Regions from separate parts of the Sus scrofa genome. Here regions 1, 2, 4 and 5 are each linked to region 3. Evidence: chromatin contacts called from public HiChIP or PLAC-seq and promoter capture Hi-C data. All regions are on one chromosome and are shown on one strand. Each heading gives the region's core, a stretch centred on a gene start, on an enhancer-like site or on the middle of the called end of the contact. The rest is flanking DNA. Distances are from core to core; before and after follow the strand shown. Region 1 holds the start of PSME3 (proteasome activator subunit 3). Region 2 holds the start of STAT3 (signal transducer and activator of transcription 3). Region 3 holds the start of COASY (Coenzyme A synthase). Region 4 holds the start of VPS25 (vacuolar protein-sorting-associated protein 25). Region 5 holds the start of STAT5A (signal transducer and activator of transcription 5A).

What was found. Promoter capture Hi-C pulls out the DNA fragments that hold promoters and counts their contacts. HiChIP or PLAC-seq counts read pairs in DNA pulled down with a chosen protein or histone mark.
Region 1: an H3K27ac HiChIP or PLAC-seq map of skeletal muscle shows a contact between it and region 3, with 6 times the contacts expected there. The contact joins the promoter of PSME3 here to the promoter of COASY in region 3. A contact is called at or near these places in 2 of 5 promoter capture datasets (fetal skeletal muscle and liver), 3 of 47 Hi-C or Micro-C datasets (embryonic fibroblasts and heart right ventricle) and 2 of 2 datasets of contacts at active chromatin or transcription factors (alveolar macrophages and skeletal muscle).
Region 2: an H3K27ac HiChIP or PLAC-seq map of alveolar macrophages shows a contact between it and region 3. The contact joins the promoter of STAT3 here to the promoter of COASY in region 3. A contact is called at or near these places in 3 of 5 promoter capture datasets (fetal liver, fetal skeletal muscle and liver), 1 of 47 Hi-C or Micro-C datasets (liver) and 1 of 2 datasets of contacts at active chromatin or transcription factors (alveolar macrophages).
Region 4: a promoter capture Hi-C map of liver shows a contact between it and region 3, with 5 times the contacts expected there. The contact joins the promoter of VPS25 here to the promoter of COASY in region 3. A contact is called at or near these places in 2 of 5 promoter capture datasets (fetal liver and liver), 3 of 47 Hi-C or Micro-C datasets (blood, heart right ventricle and subcutaneous adipose tissue) and 2 of 2 datasets of contacts at active chromatin or transcription factors (alveolar macrophages and skeletal muscle).
Region 5: a contact with region 3 is called in an H3K27ac HiChIP or PLAC-seq map of alveolar macrophages. The contact joins the promoter of STAT5A here to the promoter of COASY in region 3. A contact is called at or near these places in 1 of 5 promoter capture datasets (liver) and 2 of 2 datasets of contacts at active chromatin or transcription factors (alveolar macrophages and skeletal muscle).

What each region holds. Positions count from the first base shown.
Region 1 is chr12:20,033,945-20,036,644 of Sscrofa11.1, forward strand. PSME3 (proteasome activator subunit 3) reads right to left here and starts at 1,402. Exons shown (of 11, transcript NM_214348.1): 1 at 1,360-1,402; 2 at 642-674; 3 at 456-518; 4 at 156-260. The coding sequence starts at 1,401.
Region 2 is chr12:20,405,973-20,408,672 of Sscrofa11.1, forward strand. It overlaps STAT3 (signal transducer and activator of transcription 3), which reads left to right and starts at 1,344. Exons shown (of 25, transcript NM_001044580.1): 1 at 1,344-1,456.
Region 3 is chr12:20,261,345-20,264,044 of Sscrofa11.1, forward strand. COASY (Coenzyme A synthase) reads right to left here and starts at 1,388. Exons shown (of 10, transcript NM_213789.1): 1 at 1,321-1,388; 2 at 205-912. The coding sequence starts at 901.
Region 4 is chr12:20,087,026-20,089,725 of Sscrofa11.1, forward strand. It overlaps VPS25 (vacuolar protein-sorting-associated protein 25), which reads right to left and starts at 1,418. Exons shown (of 7, transcript XR_002337103.1): 1 at 1,404-1,418; 2 at 808-999; 3 at 448-593.
Region 5 is chr12:20,497,458-20,500,157 of Sscrofa11.1, forward strand. It overlaps STAT5A (signal transducer and activator of transcription 5A), which reads right to left and starts at 1,328. Exons shown (of 19, transcript NM_214290.1): 1 at 1,284-1,328. It also overlaps a transcript of STAT5B not described here.

The sequences.
Region 1 (2,700 bases), core at 152-2,651, 230 kb before region 3:
GCAAAAAGCCAAAAAAAAAAAAAAAAGAATCCTCATTCCCAGATCCAAATCCCACTGTCCCCTGTACCCCTGTACACGTTCAAGCTGACCAGAGACTTGAGGACAGAGCGCCTACTGCTTCGGCACACACACAGAGATAAATACAGGATACTTACACCGTCCAGTCCATCATGGCTATTGGTGAGAAGAATGGGGTCAGGGACTGGGAGATTCATGTCTGAGTGGATCTGAGTTAGGTCATGGATGTTTAGGATTGGCTCCTGAAAAGAGACGCCCACCCCCAAAACATCAGTCTTTTCAAAATGAACAAAGAAGTATTTCATTTCAAGGGCAACATATGAAGACGGCTTTACAGCACAAAACAAGATAGAATCAACACGTCATTTGTCCCATTTGACAGAAAGACCAGGGCCAAAAAAACTGGGGACTCTGAGGAAAAGAAAAGGGTCTCTCACCTTCAAAAAACTATCAAGTTCTAACAATTTCTTTGGGAAAAAATTTGCCACCAAGTCTTCTGCCTAAAGATGAGGGAAAATATAGCTGAATTAGTAACTGAGGGAAGGTCTGTCTCTACAGACATCTCTTCTCTGGAGAACTCCCAACCATTAACCAATGCTCGATTTTCTACTTCTTTCACTCACCTCACTTGTAATCCGCTCCCTGAAAGAATCAACCTAAAATTAACAAAGAAAGCAATTCAGTAAGAGCAAGTCAGTACCTGGCAAGAGAAGTATGGGCAGGATGGGGAAACCCAAATCCAACTGTCTTTCCCTCACCTTGTAATTGTAATGAGAAGCTGAGAGGCCCCCAGACTGCAAATACTTTATTTTTTTAAGGATCCATTTCTCCATCTCAGGAGAGGGAAGCGGGGCTGGAGGGCAGCACCCACCTGTCTTCCCTCCCTCCCTCCCTTTGTCTGTAGCTTGTCTGAATTTGAAAGCAGACAAAAGACAGGTAGATGGGAGAGGCGTGAGCTCACAAACATGTCAACCCCCATACAAACCTGGCCTAGGATGTGAGGCAGGCCTGACGCCAAGGGCAGGGGCAGTAGCAGCGCCCAGAGATGGGGACGTTGCTGGGCTGGGGGGACTTCCAGCTGTCACTGGCCTAAAGCACTAAGTCCACCACGTGTCCGCGGAAGTCTCCCCGGGGCTCTCCACCATTAGACAGGGTACAGAAGGCCACCCCATAGTAGCGTCTCCCCCGATGCCATCTCTGGGAGTGGGGGGCTGGGCTGAGCCGAGCGGAAGCTCAGGGCTGGTGTCCCCAGGGAGACAAAGACGCCATGGGGAGTAGGGAGCCAGTCAGACAGCTCGAGGATCGAAGCAAGGAGTAAGGAAGCCCGGACCGTACCCCTACCTTGAGCTTTACTTCCTGATCCACCTTCAGCAACGAGGCCATGGCCGGGCCGGGCCGTGTCCGCTCCGCTGGAGACCGGAGGCGCTGTGGGCTCCGGGGAGAGGGTCAGAGGGACGGGAGGAATCTCGGCTGCTCTCGGGACGCGGCCGCTCTCGCTGGCCCACTCACTGCTCACTTGCTCCCTCCCTTCGTGCCGTCCGTCCGCCCGCCTGCTGCCTGCTGCCTGCTCTCTCTCGCTCGCCCTCCCGGCTTTCGCCGCTCACACCGGAAGTTACGTCACAGCCAATCGCCGGGACTCCGAGAGGATGTGCACGTGCCCTGCGCAGCCGCGCTGAGGTTCGGCTCTGAACGATGGTAGCTCTGCTCCTATCTCTCGGCTCCTGTGCCCGATAAGGGTGAAGTAAAAGGGAGGGCAGCAGAGGGTGGTGGAGTGAGATCGGAGTCTCAGAGAGACTCGAGGACCGTTTGCCTCTCTGTTATTCCGGCACTCACCTTCACCGAAGGGACCGTCGGAGGCGCTGCTGCCTGGAGTGGGGGACCCGACAGAAGACGCCGTCGCGCCCCGGTGACGTCGGCCCGAGGAAGCCGGTGGTACCCGCGCTGGGTTCGGGGCGTCTAGTCTCTGATTCCTGCTGTCTCCTCCTCTTGGTCCAAGCTCTCATGTTAGGTTGGAGCCTGATAGGAAACAAGTCCTGTTGTACCAGGCTTCCCCGCCTTTCTCTGCCATTTAGCCGCTTACTCCTAGACCTCAGAGATCAAGTGCCAGATGTATGGACAAATTGATGCCTGTAGTCTGGCGGTGCTTGTCCTAGGCTACACAGTGTTTACAGTATATCCAAGTCCAGAACTCACATCTCCTAACTTCTAGGGCAATGCTGTATCCATTTTCCTCGTGGAAGGCGGAGACTGTATTCCCCCCTACCCGACTTTTTGTCGCCCAGCCCCGCCCCCCACCCACCGGAGGCAGGTGGAAGTTCCTGGGCCTGGGATTGAACCCTGGAGACCGCAGGGAATGGAGCCTCTGTAGTAACAAGGCCAGATACTTAACCAGTTGCACACAGTGGGAACTCCCCAGGCTGTCTGTCTTAATTCACCCATTCATCTGTCTTATAGCATTGGTTATTTCGCACAACAAATCGGAGTAGGCTCTGGGACAGCAGTGTCTCAGAGGCTAGAAATATAATGTGAGTCACTTATGTAAGTTAAATCTTGTGAACTGGAGTTTCGCATTTACGGTTACTTGCCATCTGCCTCTACGTGGATTAAACCATGAGCCATGGCAGCTGCTGACCTGCAGAACCCACTAAGCAGAGCTCAGGGTGGAAACCAGGAGTGAGGCAC
Region 2 (2,700 bases), core at 94-2,593, 140 kb after region 3:
GCCGGCCTACACCACAGCCACAGCAATGCCAGATCAGAGCCACGTCTTCGACCTGTACCACAACCCATGGTAACACTGGATCCTTAACACACTGAGCTAGGCCAGGGGTCCAACCTGCTTCCTCATGGATGCTAGTCAGATTCATTTCCGCTGGACGGTGGGAACACCTGATAAAAGGTCCCTTTTTGGATTTCATCTTAATACCTCTTTGTACTAAACAAACACAATAAACACAAATAAGCACTAATAGCTGTTATTTTTTAAAACCCTGATTGTACCAGCACATACATACAATCCTCTATTATGCAAAGTACATCCTCTATTATGCAAGATAAAATGTCTACATTTCCTATAAACTACTGGTTTCAATGGAGTAGAACTTGCACTCGAAGTAGACAGGCGAAAAAGATAAAGGCACGCAATTTCAAGTATTTCAACTCAGACACATAAAAACAATGTGTATACGTGTCATTCTTTATCTGTACTGTCTCCTGCATTCCCGTGAACAGGCCAATGTGCGAGTCGTGTTGGCCTTTGATGCTTGAAGAGACGGAACGGAGGACGGGGTTAAATCCACTACCCTCTCCCCACGCACTCTAGTAATTACTCTACTTCCACGTCATGTTTCCGGGTGTGTGTGTCTCGACTCACGCAGAAACTGAGGTTCAAAGCAGGCGGGAGTCACCCATGTTCTTTTGGCTGTCCCCAAAAACCCAATTCAGCCGTTGAGGTCTTAGAGTATCTGGCGATACCTGGGTACTGTTTAACTGGCTGATTCCCACGTGGTAAGTGGCTCCTAACTCACCCCCACGTGGTGCCAAGGGCCGGGAAAAGGGAGAGTAGGCAAAAGAGAGCCGCATCAGGGGCATTTAAAGTGTCTTGACGTCACACACTGCCAGGAACTCAGCTGAGTTTTCAGCAGGACATTCCGGTCATCTTTCTTCCCTCCCTCCGGGTCTCTCAGCCCAAGGCCTTGGCTCTTCCCTTACTGTTGCGGAGGGAGTAGCAGTGAGCCCTCGGAACAGCCAGTACAGGGGCGTTCCCGGCCTTGTGTTGGCTCCGCCCCTTCTCCAAGGAGCTCTCCTCATTGGCAAGTGGGTGGGGCTTCGGAGATACAGTACATTCACCAGGGCCTCTGTGTGGCAGAGAAAACTGGTCGTCTCATGAATAATGCATGAGCGGAGTGCCCAGGCCAGGCGGGGGCTGGGCGGGGATTGGCTGGAGGGGCTGTAATTCAGCGGTTTCCGGAGCTGCGGCGGCGTAGACCGGGAGGGGGAGCCTGGGGTTCCGACGTCGCCGCGGAGGGAGCGAGCCCGAACAGGATCCTTGACGAGCACCCCTACTTGGCGCTCTCCCCGTGTCTAATAGGGGAGACTCTGCGGCCTGAGGGAGCCCTGCGGCCCGCACCCCGGCGCAAGCGCAGCCCCGGCCAGTCGGGCCTCAGCCGGAGCAGCAGGTGAAGGGGGTTAAGGGTGGGGCCGCCCCCCCCCTCCCCGGGCGACGGCCTCCGGGCCGGGGATCCAGGGGTGGGTGCCAGAAGGGCTGAGATGCTCTGGGGTGTTTGAGGGAGTAGTGGACAGAAGCTTCAGTAGGGCAGAGGGGATACGAAGAGACCGGGAGGGTCGTTCTGAAGGGTCGTTCCCAGGATGACAGGAGTCGGCCTCTGAAGGGACAGGGTACGCTGGAAGGAAGTTTTCATTCTTTGGAGAAAGAGGAGACGCGGTGGAAGAGTGAGAAGGGGCTCGAGGGGGAGGACCATTGGGGCCAGGGCACTCTAGAGTGGCGGTGGCAGGAGTGAGGGACAGCCCCCGACTTCCTGCTCCTTGGGGCTCTGGGGACGTTCCGGCCGCAGGAGCGACTGTCATGCTGGCGAAGATCACGGAGGGGTGGGTTGGCAAGCGCCTCCTCCCCGCCCCCCCGGCCGGGCCCGGCGGCTCCGGCTGAGCCACTTCCTCCGTCTTGTCCAGTTCCCGCTCCTGTAGGATCCAGCTGTGCCCCCCTGGAGAGGTAGGAATAGGTGTCTTCCTCCTCCAGCCTCACGGGCTGGTTGTTCATGGTTAGGGTTATTGCATAAGAATCAAGTTTCCTGTAGGGAAATTGACAATCTCGTTCTCTTTCTAAACTCCCTCTCGTCTTTTTCTAGGTTAAATCGTGTTTCTCTCCTCCCCCTTCTTAAAAAAAACCCAACAAAATAAAACCCCCATCAAACCAACTCTAGAGAGAAATAAACCTTTTTCCTCCTGGCATTGTTCTTTTATAAACACCTGGTAAACTTGGCCAAAAGATAAATAATTGAGCCCTTGCGTTTACTGGATTGTGGTGTTGCTTAATTGCATAGGCCGGAATGAACCAATCGAGAGTGGGAGTTTTCTGTCTCAGAGCCAAGGTCTTGGGTAAATGCAGAGAAGAGGGAAACAAAGACAGGCTGGCCTTGGCAGAACCAAGTGTGCAAACTTTACCTGTGTTTGGGGGGTGTGGTTGCATTTCGGTTAGCAAGATTCAAACCAACATGAAGTCATTTTCTCCATGTTTAGTCCACATCCCTCTGTGTTATACAAATTGGATGGATAGTGTTAACCCTTATTAAAAATGTATATAATGTGTATCTGCTGGTTTTTTGGGGGTGTGCATCTAAAGGGTATGTTTATTCTGCCTATGGGTTGTCATTCTTTGGCTGGTTGTGCTGATAAAGCATTGGTT
Region 3 (2,700 bases), core at 138-2,637:
TCCTGATTGGTGACTAGACCACACACCTAGAAAGCTGCATTTATTCATTTAAAAAATGTCCTCAGCATGAACTGAGTGCCACGCACGGTTACATGTGCGAAGGGGCAGGAAGTACTGGACCACCCTACTCTTCCTCAGTCTTGGCCTGGGGTTGGGGGTGGGGTGGGGGTAAAACTGCCCTAATCCAGGGTCTCTCTCACTCACTCTTCAACAGGTCTTTGTCTGCCACTCCCACCACAAGCTGCTCCTGGGCTAGGATGCAGGCCACACTGAGCAACACTTTGTGGGCATTGTGTAGGCGGTCAAAGGTGCCACCTACAGCCCCTCGCTGGTGGCCACGCACTGGTTGCTTTGCAGACCTGGCCACGGGGGAGGCCGGCCTGATGGTGGAGGGTAAAGGGACATCTAGGGGCTGCACAGGCAGCATTCCGGGCCCATAATCGGGGTATAGCAGCACCGAAGACAGCTGCGGACAACAGCTGTAACAGCTGGTGGCATAACGCTCTAGCTGTTGCTTGACCGGGTTGTACTGGCTTCCATCCAGGGTCTGGAAGTCAGTCAGCACTACTTCCGGTGGGTGGGCCAGGTTCTGGACCGAGCTAGGCAGGGGAGGGAGAAAGCTCTTGGTTCGGATATTGGTCAGCAAAATTCTGACGTCCAGGTGCCTGTGGAGATCGGCGCCAGCATAGAGGTGCGTGATGAAATCGATAACTTCAAATGTGGCCTGCACGGGGCTAGACTGGGGCTGAGCCGGGCCCCCCAGGTTCATGCCGGGCTGCAGGTGTACATAGAGCGTGTGATTCACAAGCCGGGCCGCCGAGGTCAGGATGGGGGCCAGGCGAGGGACCAGGGAGGCCAGCGGCGTTGTCAGCACCAGGAGGCCCGATCGGAATACAGCCATGATGGCCCGGCCTGTGGACGGTCAAGGAGACAAGGCGAGGGTGACTGAGAGCTATGTGGCTGAGGCCGAAGACAACTGGGGGACCTGGACCTAAGAGGAGGGACGTGGACCTAAGAGAGGGGACTTGGACCAGGGACGGGGTCTCAGGGCGGACTGAGAGAGACCCGGGGGAGGGGACAGGGCCCAGGAAACGGCGCCTCGGGGCTACGCTCTAAATCTCGGTTTATCAACTCAGATGGAGCAGTGAATTCGCAGAATTGAATCGAAAACTTGGGAGGAGTGAAATAGGCAGGAGCTGCTAAGTCATTAGGCTGGGGATTCAGAAATCCTGGGCGCTCTTGATAATCACCAATATCTTCAAGGAATCGGAGGAGGGGACTAGAGGGGGCCGCTGAGGTTCGGGTCGGTCCCCTACTTACTGAGACCTCCGGACTTTGGTTCCGCGTGCACCACCGCGGAGTCTTCCCCCGCCGCGACCCGTTAACACTAGTTCCGGCGCTGCGACTCCGAGCTACGGAACCTGGAAAAGGCCAAAAATCTCAACTTTGGTGAGTCGAGGGATTCTCGCGAGATTTTTCATGGAGCGGGGCGCCTGCCTTTGCAGAGAGGCGGAGCTCGGTAGTTGGGAGGTGGCGTGAGACCACATTTAGAGAATCTGACGTGCCTGGACTAATAGAGCAAGGTCGGCTGGAAAGCCCGTTTCACGGGTGCCCTTCAGACTCTGAGAGAAGAGACTGGCTTTAGCTAGGTCACCCAGGAGACAGCGGCTAAAGTAGAACTAACAACTGGCTTCCCCTCTTAATAAATCGCGGGGACGGCGGTGGAGGTTATAGGGTAGTACTTAAATTAGGGCTTGGTGTCCCCAGCCCAGCGACTGGCGTCCTCCCAGTCTAGGATCCTCATGTGCGAGATCACAGAACCGTCCCCCCCACACACACCCCTGTGCCACCACCCAGTTTCACAGATGGAGAAATTGAGGTCCTGTATGTTCCAGGGATATTTAGGGAGGTGAGGACCGAGGTCATGTGCCGTGGCTCCCGTGCAGTACTCCCCACATCACCCAGAGTTAGTGATACGCCAGTTTTCCAGAGATAATAGCAGGAAAGCTCTGTGTGGGAGCTCAGTAGAGCTGCCAGAAGGTAGACCTTGTGAACAGGAGAAAGGAGAGACTTAGTGGCAAGGGTTTACCTAATGAGCGCTGGAGAGGGTGGAATTGGCAGTCGTCCTCGAGAAGCAAAGCCAAGTTGCCATCTGGGAAATTGCAGTAATGTGCTGTGGTTTATTTTCCCAAACTAAATAAATGCTCACTTTCATACTTAATTTTGTTTTTGTTTTTTGTTTTTTTTTTTTGTATTATTCCTAAAGAGGTCTCCCCAAATGTATATGCCTCTGGCCCCACAGAACCTGGATCTAATCCTAGAGTCAAGGATGGAAGAGTTATAAGGACTTAAGGACTTGAGGCCAAGCTTTTTTTCTTTTTTTTTTTTGCCTTGCCTGTGGCATGTGGAAGTTCCCGGGCCAGGGATCGAAGCCAGGCCACAGCACTGACCCAAGTCACAGCAGTGACAATGCTGGATCCTTAATGTGGTGAGGCACGAGGGAACTCTGAGACCACAATTTTCGCAAAGATATCTTAAGCTGAGTTTTACAGGACCCAATTGAAGACGCAAACTGCACACTTTCAGGAAATTCCCTGAGACATATGGACACACAGTCTCATATGCCTGCAGAGTCACTGTTCGAGGAGGTCATCTGGTGGACATGACCGCCAGTTCAGCCTTGAGCTGGACATGGGCAGC
Region 4 (2,700 bases), core at 168-2,667, 170 kb before region 3:
ACCTCTCTCCTTCCTCAGCTGTTCTCCAGATATTTTAGGGATGAATCAGGCAGCTAAAGCAAATGACCCTTACTTCCTGGGATGAGAAGAGTAGGTGGAGAAAATTACTAAAGGTAATGCCAGAGTTTGAGCCTCATACAGAGGAAGACAGAAGATTCAACGAGTCAAAAAGGCTCAGGTTGATAAACTTGGTACTTGGCTTCCGGGCAGAAAATGTAAGATCTGAATGACACCTGGGTACTCACTGCCTAGGACAAGAGCACTTGGCACTGCATTTGGGTTGGAGTTGGAGGAAAAATGGATGTCAGCTGCACAGACTGGCTCTTTCCCAAGTCCAGTTTGGGTGGGAACCTGCCTTCTGTGGGTGAAGAGGGTGTGAAGTCTGGGCATGTAGGGAAGTGTGGAAGTGCATGTGTGTGGGCTGTGGAAGAGCCTGAGGGAGGATACGCTGTAGCTTCACGTTGTTGAAAAGCGGGCTCTCCTGAGCTTCCATCACCGTCATGCTGGACTGTTTGTGCAGGCGGCAGAAGGACAGGACCAGAGAGCACCAGGCGGCCAGCTGCTTCTGCCGAGTGTCCACGTTCGGTTGCAACCTACCGGGTGAAGCGGGTGGGGCAAAGAATTAGAGGACGTGAGAGGGCGACCGGCGGCGCTTGCCGGAGGCGCGTTTTAGGGAGAAAGTGAGGGACTGCGGGTAGTGGCGATCGGGTCCGTTCTCCCCCTCCCCGTTTGAAGCATCAGGGCTGAGCCCGGGGTCCAGGGGAGGGGAGGGAGGCCCGGCGGGGCTTCTCGGGGTCTGAGCCTCACGTAAAGAAGGGCGGGAAGCGATACTGCCACGGCCACTCGAAACTCATCGCCATCGTAGTAGCCCAGGAACCCCGGAACCCGGCGGCAAAGGACTTCCGGTCTCCTCCCCGACTCGTCCGGGTAGAAAGCATAGCAGAAAGGTTCCGGGCGTCCCTGCTGGTTCCTTGCCATTATCCCCCAAATCCTTGCTGTCTAGATCAGAAAGAGCCCTGAGGAGTTTTCTCATTCTGCCTTAGAGAAGGGTAGTGACTTCCCCAAAAGAGGCATAGTAGAACTGCAAGTAGAACCCAGGTCTCCAGAGTGTTAATACTCGCTAGGTTTCTTTTAATATTAACTTTTGTGTCATTTAAGCTAAACGCCTCGCAATTCCCCATTCTCCTCAATTCCTTTTTCTTTCCACTCCATCATTCTCCAGGAGCACATTTGTAGCTTTTATCACTGGAAACGGCTCTGATTCCATGACTCAGAGCTGCCATATTTGACCACAGCCACCCCTCTCACAACTCTCCCACTTCTTCACCTATCTAGTCTCAAGTCTCTGGACCCGACTCTTTGCCCAGCCTAGACTACTCAATTCTGTCCCCTTGCCTGCTTACCTCCTGCTCAGTTTCCAAACCAGAGTTTGTTTGTTTTGTTTTGTTTTTGGCTCTGCCAGTGACTTGTGGAAGTTCTCAGGCCAGGGATCGAACCTGCACCACAGCAGTCACCTAAGCTGCAGTGACAACGCAGGATCCTTAAACCCATTTGCCATCCAGAGAACTTCAAACCAGAGTTGTTGATTCTTGCCCACCTGCCCCACGACCTTTTTTTCACACCTTGGCCCAGGAGTATTACTGGGGAAAAAAAAAAAAAACAAACACCAGAACCTGATGACTGAGCCCAGATTCCCTGACTAACCTCGCTGCTGGGTAATCAATGCACCCCAGTGATACTTTGTCTTTTATTGACTCCCTGTCACATTCTTCAAGGTGACTCTTCAAACTTTTCCACATCCATCAAGCCATTCCACCTGTTCTCATCTCCTGTGTCCCTGCAGAATGCCCTTCCCTTCTATTTTTGTGAGATTAAATCCATACAGGTGAACTCCTTAATCTTTCCTCTCTGTCACCTAACACAATTCATCTCTCAAAAATTCCTCTCCACCTTGCTCCTTTTTGGACTCAAAGGAGGAAGTGTCACTCTTCCTTTATAAGCCCAACCCTTTGGCATCTTCTTGCCTCTCCTTTCCAATTTCCTCCAGGACTTCTCTTCATCTTCCCTTTTTCCCTTTCCCCTAGCTCCTCTCCTCTAGTCTACAAACATGCAGTCATCTCTCCTTGGAAAGATGGAGTTTCCTTCCCTCTACCAGCCTCTTAATTTCCTGTCTGATCTCTAATATCTCCTCCATCAAAGTCCATCCTTCATTGTGTACAATTCCTGGTCCACCATTCAATAGATGATGTTCTCTCAAAGGGCATCATCCCGTTTGCTCCCATGGCACTGTTTTATCCTTTTCTGTTACTGTCTTTCTGATCTTTCCCTTCATGCTCTTTTTCCATCATTGTTTAAATGTAGTTATTTCCTAAGAATGTCAGCCTTCTTCAGTACACCTCTCTGAGAACTCTCATCCCTCGCATGGCTTCATATGGCATTTATGTGCAGGAGACTCTTAAACCTATACTTCTAGCTCCAATCCCTTTCTACCACCAGCATTCCCACCACCACTCCCATTTCTAACTCTCTGTAGTACATCACAGCTGTTCCATTGTTACCTCATATTATACATCCTTTTCTCAGGCCAGCTTCTCCTCCTAATGGGCTTTTAAAAATTATTATTACTTCCACCATTGTCCTAGTAACTCAGTTCAAAGCTGGAGTCAGTCCTAATCTCTCCTCTCCCTCACCTTCATAGCC
Region 5 (2,700 bases), core at 78-2,577, 240 kb after region 3:
TTAAAAACTGAAAGAGAAACTTGCCGGCGGAGGCCCACGGGCCCTCTAGGGAAGGCTGCAAGAATCCCCCTCCCCTGCCTCGAACTCCTGAGTCCCCGTTTCTGGGAACCGGGGATATTCTGGCCCAAAGTGAGGGCCACGCCACCGACGGTTCCCACTGGACGGCTCCGTCACGGCGGGCCCATGGCTGGGGTCGCGAAGGGGCGAGAGCCGGGGAAGCAGACGCTCCCTCTCTGGGGCTGCGACCCCCTGAGCTGTGCCCGCGGTCTCCCTCTGGCCGGTCCGACAGCGCCCCCTGCCCATGCGGGCGGGGACGGCGCCCACCCTCGACCCCTCCCTCCCTCTGCGTCCCCCGTCTCCCGTCCGCGCTGAGCGCTGCGCCGAAACTCCCTCTCGGTCCCGGGGACGGTTCCCGGCACGCCGCCGCCGGCTGTCGGGCTCCGGGGCCCGGAGCGCGGGGGCCCGGGCAGCAGCCGAGTGCCCCCTCTCGGCGCGCGCCGCCGGGGACGCGCGGCCGGGCCACCCACCTGGTCGCGCCGAGCCGTCCGGCAGCGGGGCCGGCGTTCGCTCCCGGCCCGGGCTCCTGGCGGCGGCGGCGGAGGCGGCGGCGGCGGCGGCAGCGGCTGTTACTACAGGAAGGCGCAGAGAGCAGCGATTTCCTCCTCAAAGGTCAGCTGCCTCTGATAGACCATACACAGCGCGCGAGCTCTCGCTACCACCCCTCCCAGCCTCGGTCGCTTTCTCCCTGCCTCCGCCCTCGGTGGCTGGCTCCCCGGGCCTCAGGCGGCGAGGCGAGGCGGGGCGGCGCCGGGCGTGGGGGCTGCCCCGACGGCGGGGTCCCCCCGGGAGTCCCAGCCTGCCCTCGCTTGCGGCCCCGCGGAGCGGCCGCGGCCCGTGCTGGGCAAGAGGCGAAGCGGTGGCTGGAGGATGGGGGTGGGAGGGCTGGGAAATCCCGGGCTCTGGAAATTCCAAAGCACAGCCTCAGTTTTCGCATCTGTAAAAAGGGAGGAGGGAAGGGTTGGACCGGCTGGAGATGCCTGCAGCCCCAGCTTATGTCACCTCTTGAATCTCTAGACTCAAAATTTTAATGTGTGTGTGTGTGTGTGTGTGTGTGTGCGCGCGCGCGCGCGCACGCGTGTGTGTTTACGTGGGTTGGGGACGCAGCTTTTGTGATCTCAGTGGCGAAGCCCTGGCCAGGGGAAAGACTGGGGATTCCAGAGAAGCCAGCTCACTCAGAGGGCCCCATCACCCTCCTTCCACCACTCCCACCACCGTGCACTCACCCGCTGCAGTAGAAACAAGAACGAACCCTGGCAGTCAAATGCTCAACCCCCTGACATTTTGCAGATGAGAAGTGGAGTGCAGAGCGGGGAAGGGGTCCCACCGTGGGCACGTGGCCTGATCCGCAGACTATGATCCGTGCGTGATCCTGGCCCTCAGTTCACGCGAGCCCAGTCACATCTGAGGCTGGTCCTATCTTCAGAAAGTCCAGGGAAGGCCGTCTTGAATCCTCCTCACAAGCTCCCCACTGCCTCTAGGCCTGGCCACAACAGGGAACACCCTCCCTGAGCCTTGCCTGGCTCACAGCCCCCTCCCTGAGCGCCCCTCTGCGGAGCGTGTGGAGTTGGGCAAGGTGGCCCTGGAAGCCTTCCATTCCCTTTACCCAGCTTCCCTCTCCTCTGGGGCCTCCCCTCTGCCTGGCAGCTGGTATTGGCAGCATCAAGGGAGGGGCCAGCCTGGCTGCCCACTCACAGCTGGCTGGGCCAAGACCTTGTGTCCTGGGGGGAATCATTCTCCTCTCCCTCCCTCCCTCCCTCCCTAATTCCTTCTTGGATCTGCCCTTTTCTCTCTATTCCCTCCCCCATCCCACACCCATCCATCTTCTCACCACTCACTACTTCCCCCAGTTTCTTTTCTTTTTTCTTTTTCTTTTTGCTTTTTAGGGCTGCACCTATGGCATATGGAAGTTCCCAGGCTAGGGGGCAAAATGGAGCTGTAACTGCCACCCTATGCCAGAGCCACAGCAACTCGGGATCCAAGCTGCATCTGTGACCTACACCACAGCTCATGGCAACACCGGATCCTTAACCAACTGAGTGGGGCCAGGGATCGTCCTCATGGATACTAGTCAGGCTCATTACCGCTGAACCACAACAGGAACTCCCCGTTTTCATTCTTTTATTTCAGAGACCACTAGAAGTTTAAAGCTGCAGATCCACCCCCGCCACACACACTCCATGTGTGGTCGCAGTCTCAGTTGGTAGGACCATGGGGAGAGAAATTGAAATGGTAAAGGGGTTCAAAAAGGATTGGGGAAACCCTGCTCTAGGGATGAGGGAACATGCTACCCCCTCACCCCTTCTTCCCCTCCTCTGTGCAACAGATTTGGCCAGAGGAGGGTCCGACACACAGCCAGGGAGTCACCTGGAATGACAGTCAAGTGTCAGCACTGGAAACAACCGAAAAGATGATTTTACAAACGGGGAAACAGAGGCTGGAGAGGGGAATTGACTTGGCCAGTGTCAGGAGGACTGTCAGTGGCAGATCCAAACCCACTGCCGCACGGTGAGTGGGCCCTACTTGGCACCTGGGCACTCCAGCCTGTCACTGTGAGCAGGTGGCGAAGTCAGTCAATGGGAGCAGATCCCGTGGGTCTCCAAGTCTTCTGAGCCGCATCTGGCATGCAGAGGATTACTCTTG